Linked DNA regions of Sus scrofa: region 1 is linked to region 2. A link is a contact called in public promoter capture Hi-C data. All regions are on one chromosome and are shown on one strand. Each heading gives the region's core, a stretch centred on a gene start, on an enhancer-like site or on the middle of the called end of the contact. The rest is flanking DNA. Distances are from core to core; before and after follow the strand shown. Region 1 holds the start of C2H5orf15 (keratinocyte-associated transmembrane protein 2). Region 2 holds the start of HSPA4 (heat shock 70 kDa protein 4).

Region 1 (2,840 bases), core at 124-2,623, 950 kb after region 2:
GGGAACCATGTTTACAAAGAATTTCCTTGTCCCCGAACCCCCCTCCTCCTCCCAAGCCCCAGTATTCTGGCCCCAGTATTCAAGCACCACAAGCTCCCAGTCCTCAGGGATGCCCCAGTACTCAAAGACAGCTCTTTCCCCTTCACCTTTGCGCTCCAAAATATTCCATCAGCTCAGCCCAGCACTGCCCCTACTCACTTCCGTCTTTACCACTGATCTCACCCATTCTGGGAAGCCCACACCTTCCCTTGGTCCTGCTAGATCCTGGGCACCCGCCCCTCTCTAGACCCCACACCTCCTAATCTCAGTCATCTCCTAAGCACCTGCCCTCCCTGTCCCCTCTTATAGACCCTCCTAACTCCCACTTCTGTAAAGGAAAAAAAAAAAAAAAAGTTGCCTGCCATTACAGTCTACAGGAATCAAGCCACCAACGACTGCAGGTGCCCACTGATAGTGCGCCAGAGGGGACTTCAAGATAGAGAAAAACAGGATGAAGTATTTTGTTTTGGATGTACAGGCCCCCAGATAGTTAAGAAGCCTATCTAAGAAAGAATTTCAGCAACCCCAGATTCTTGCGTCTTCCCGTACATAGAAAAGGACTAAAATCATGAACTCGAGATATCTTTTCTCTGTGATTAGCACTCATCTTTTGATCTTCAACTACATGTTGTTTTTTTTTTTTTTCCAGCAAAAAATTCATACATATTCTGGCTCCTCCCTTACCTCGTCCAATAATTTCTCAGAGCTATCTGAAAAGCTATCTTCCCGGCTACAGCCGTCAGTAAGACACGGAATACACTCAACTCACAGCTCCTCGAGTTGTGTGGCTTTTTAAAAATCAACACCTCCAAGGAATTTTGGAGACCGCATCACCGCCATTCTCTGTGGCAACCCTTTCGCCAAGACTTAGACAACACCACCACTCCTCCCTCCCCGCCCATCTACACACTCGCTCCCTGGGTCCCTGCAGCCCCACTCCTCAGGCCTCTTAGAGACCCCATCTCCGCAGACTCCTTCAGACAGCCTACCCTCCCTTCTCAGGGCCGTAGAGACCCTGACCCTCTACACATGATCGCCACCAGCTCCGAACACTCCGAAGCGCCGGTTCCCCGGCCGGGCCTGCCTCGCTGCAGGTACCCAGGCCCTCCCCATCTTCCTGCGCCCGCCCTGCCGCCGCGCCCCCTTTACCGCTGGATATGAGGACAGACGCAAGCAGGACCTCCAGGACCAGCGGCCGCGCCAGCCCCGTGGGAACCTGGATGCCTGGCTTGGGCGGCAGCTTCGCTTGTACAGCGCCTCTCATCCTGCTAGGGGCGGCGGCAGCCATAACGGTCTCGGCTGCGAGCCTGCGCGGTTGCTAGGCTCTACGTCATGACGTCAGACACTGCGTATACTATCTCGGCCCTAAGCATCTACGTCCCAGCGTGATGACGTCGCAGCGGGGAGCGCGGCTCTCTGAGCCGGAGTGAAGGAAGAGGCATGGTGGGAGTTGCACAACCGGCGGGCGCCCCAAACTTGGCCCGGAGTTTAGCTGTAATGTGTAAGGTGTGGAGAGGGTCAGAGCGAGCCTCCCCGCCCCCTCCCTCTCACGGCTACTATATAACTAATAACAGTGTTTTAAAACGTTTAGAAGGTATATCCACCTGTGTAACAGACCGATCTCCTAAGAGCAGTATCCTCCCTCCCCCTCCTAAAAGCAAACGAATGTTAAAATTGGGTGGTAGAGTTTTAGGTATTTGTTTTATTTTTTAACTTTGCCCACAAATCACTTATTACTTTAACAAACATTTAGCACCTCTCCATATTTCAGTATACCGCGCTGAACAAAATGAACCCCCGCCACCTTCGTGGAATTTATTTTCCTGTGCGAGAGACTACAGGATAAAATGTATACTCTGTACATGGTAAAGGTATTATGGAGGACAAACAGGAATATGGGCCAGGAAAGAGGGGTGCATTAAGCTCCAATTTTGTAGTTTTGTAACTTAAGACAAAACCCCCAGTATATGAAAATGCACATTTAGAAACTTCCAGGAAGTTCCCTCGGGGCACTAGCAACAATGCTTTGGTCTGTGTTTTCTGTGACTGTTTTCTTAGTAAATGTCTGTAGGCTTCAGATCGTAAAATTGCATTTGATTGATGTGCAGGAAAATCAGTATGGCATGAAGCAAGACATTTATTTCACCCGCGGCTTCACACTCTGGTCTCCCTGAGTCCTTCAGAAGATTGCCGCCTTCCCCCAGAGACAGTTGAGCTGCCTTTCGGAAGAGAGAAGGGCCTATGTTCTCCTGAATCTGGTTTCCCTTAACATTTATCTGGCCCCAGTGACCGCTCAGAAACACACAAACTCTGTGTTAGGAAAACTAAGAAGTCATTCATATGTTCATTTCTCAAAGCCCACCACAAGCCCAAATAGACTGAATGGTGCCCTTTTTGCAGAACTTCCAGGGTAGACAGAGTACAAAGTCCTCCCGAGTTCCCCTGGAGCATTCCCTCTGTGAGTACAGAAACCATCGTTTAATGAATAAGCCTCTTCAATTCCAGCTTCTACTTACTTATTGAGAGATGCAGACTTCAACAGGTCTTTTTTCTGTAATAAATGCACCTTAAATCTTTTCTTCCTTGACCAGTTTGTTCCTTTGTCCCCATACCAGATTGTTTCATTTCTCTGACTGGTGAGATGTCATGAACCCAAGGCATTTTGCATAATATTCCGAGATGCTGCACCCAACAGGCAGACGCTTAATATGTAAATGGGAGGAAAATAATCCCTCATACTCAGAGAGCCCTTTGTACTTTTCAAAATACCAGTACTGCACCTGGCATCTGACTGAAGGTAC
Region 2 (2,718 bases), core at 28-2,527:
TCTTTCTTAGAACAAGTAATTGATTTTTCATTGACACAGCAAACGCAGAGGTTTGGGAAAATTTACTTTTGTCTTTGTTTATCCACTTTATTAAGTGGTCCAATATAATTGATTGAGCTCTGAGATGGAGGTCTTCAATTCAGCCTACCTAGTAGCAGTACTTCCTGCAGTTCTTTTCAACCCAGACTAGCTAGCTATTACTTTTTTTCTAACTTGAAAGCAGCCTTTTATTTTTCCTAGTGTCCAGCATTCTGTGTTGTAACAGTTGCCACCCTGTACGGGGATCCCATTTACTTGTTTAGCTACTCCTGTTACTGGTTGGATTCAGGTTTTGTGGGGTTGAAGCTTACACAATGTTGGGGGCCCTTAAAAAATCATAAAATAGATACTTAGAACAAGAAATCATATCAAATTACTGGAGACACAGAGATTCAGATTCCTGGTATTCTAAGACTTCTTCAAGCGATTTATTAGAAATGCTCATTACGTAGAGTTGCTTCCTGATTGCCAGCTGGCTTCCTCTCTATACCAGGAACACATCATAACTCTCCGCAACTCCCTGCTTACCCAGGTGCCCCTGCAGGGGAGAGTGCCTGCTTCATGTAATCCTGGCGCTACCGATATGTCTGAACGTACCTATGAATGCGTGTTTCTTGCATCCAGTTCAAGACAGGTGCTTAAAATGGGTTGGGGATTGAAAGGCTAAAGTGCAGTAGGTCCTTTAGGTGCAACTGCATCTAAGGACAGGACCGGTTTAGAAAACGGTGCAAGACTGAGGGAAAAAAAATCAAGGCAGTGGGATTGAGAGTCACTTCCTCCCCTCCTTCGCAAAGGGCGCTGTCTCTGATTTTAACAGAACCTGAACTAAACCTCTGTTCAGGGCCCGGGCCCAACAGCAATCTTTTCTTCTACACACCAGACCCCACCAAGGCGAGATGACCAGGCTCTCCCAACTTTGAGGATTAGTGCGCGGTCCCATTTTACCGGGCTCAATACAAGATGGGGCGCGGGAGGTGCCACAACCGGAACTTTCTCTGAAATAAAGAAAAACGGCGGAAGTAGGCCAACAGCGCTTGCTCAGTATTTTGCCTCAAACCGGCGCTCCTATTTCCTTCTGGAAGAGGAGCTGCTTCTCGGTTCCGCGCCGCCGCGAGGAGCGCGGCTGCCGGTTCTGTGCGCAGGCTCAATTGGCCAGCCCCGCCTCTCTACCATCTTTTCTGCGGCTTAGTCCCTTCCCAGGTTTTTGGGTCCGGACGTGACGTAAACATGTACGCAACCGGGGGGCGGGGCTTCAGAAGGAAAAGCAGCTGTGCCGGGGTCTCGCGAGAACATCTCGTCGCAGTTCTCGCGCTGCAGCTTTACTCTCGTCGCAACGAGATCTTTCGAGATCTTCTCCGCCCCCGCTACCGGCGCACCTTCTGCGGCCGCTGAGCCGGAGCCGGTCTGAGCAGTGCCCTCCGCCGCGGCTCTCCTTCTAAGAACCGAGGGGCTCGTGTGGTCACCCTCACTTCCCCAACTAGCCCGGGTTCCCCGGCCCACACGGCCGTCTTTCCGCGCGCCAGCCCCGCCGGGGTCCGTGTCCTGTCTTGCCGGCCGGACCGGGGCTCGAGCCCGAGCTGTAGCCGGCGCCATGTCGGTGGTGGGCATAGACCTTGGGTTCCAGAGCTGCTACGTCGCCGTAGCCCGCGCCGGTGGCATCGAAACGATCGCTAATGAGTACAGCGACCGCTGCACGCCGTGAGTGTGGGCCAGGCCAGTCGCGTGCACTGGGGGGTGGGGAGGTAGCACTTGTTCTGGTCTGTGCCACTCGCGGTTTGGGGAACGTGGGCCGGGCAGTAATCTCCGTTCCGAGCCGAGGCCGTGGTGGGTAGGGCACCTCCATTGGGTTTTAGGTCACTGGTGGCCGCGACCACCACCGTGTGGGTCTGCAGCAGGGGCGAGGCCTTTTTTCTGTGGCCCGCCGGCTGGCGGAAGGCTGTGAATGGATACTTGGACCTGCGGATGTATTGAGTAGAAGTTGGGGGGAAGGCAGGCCTGGGATGTGGGGTGGACCGAGCTCCTCTTTTAGAGAGTACATAATAGGCGCAGGGAGTACTGACGTTTCTTCAGCCCAGCGCAGAGTTCGGAGTTTTGCACACAGCAGGCGCTTAATAAAAGTTAGTTGAGTTGAACGAGTTCTGGCGGTCGCCGGCCCTAAGAGCGCCCAGAGTCCCACGTGAGTGGGGGTGGGGTGGCGCCCGGAAGAGAGGGAGCCGGAGCACCGGAGATCTTGAGGTTGGGTTGGCACGGAAAGATAGCAGAAATGGATTTAATAAAATTTGATGGCTTTTGGATATCTTTGCATTCACTTTGATTTTTTACGTCGTTTCAGTAAATTGAACCACGTTGGGTCATTTTCTGTTATCATTCTGTATGCATCCACCCTTAACAGCGTTCCATTCTCAGGGTAATGCATTCCATCCGGGGTGTTGGCCGCAATTGTTAATGAATGACTCAGGGGCTCACTTCGACTTTTAGAACCTATAGTAAGTTATGGGACCAGTATAGACACAGCGCTAAAAAAATCATGACTCACCCAGGCCTTTCCTTGGTTAGAGTTAAGAGTCTACTTTTTGAATTCCTAGAGATATGTTTCAATCTATTGTTTTCCTTTCGGACAAAATTTTTTTGAAGTTTCATATTTGTTAGATTCTCATATTTGATACATCATATATGTGT

Evidence for each region. Promoter capture Hi-C pulls out the DNA fragments that hold promoters and counts their contacts.
Region 1: a promoter capture Hi-C map of liver shows a contact between it and region 2, with 8 times the contacts expected there. The contact joins the promoter of C2H5orf15 here to the promoter of HSPA4 in region 2. A contact is called at or near these places in 1 of 5 promoter capture datasets (liver) and 2 of 2 datasets of contacts at active chromatin or transcription factors (alveolar macrophages and skeletal muscle).

What each region holds. Positions count from the first base shown.
Region 1 is chr2:136,297,752-136,300,591 of Sscrofa11.1, forward strand. C2H5orf15 (keratinocyte-associated transmembrane protein 2) reads right to left here and starts at 1,374. Exons shown (of 3, transcript XM_003123938.5): 1 at 1,189-1,374. The coding sequence starts at 1,327.
Region 2 is chr2:135,344,447-135,347,164 of Sscrofa11.1, forward strand. HSPA4 (heat shock 70 kDa protein 4) reads left to right here and starts at 1,278. Exons shown (of 19, transcript XM_005661654.3): 1 at 1,278-1,737. The coding sequence starts at 1,631.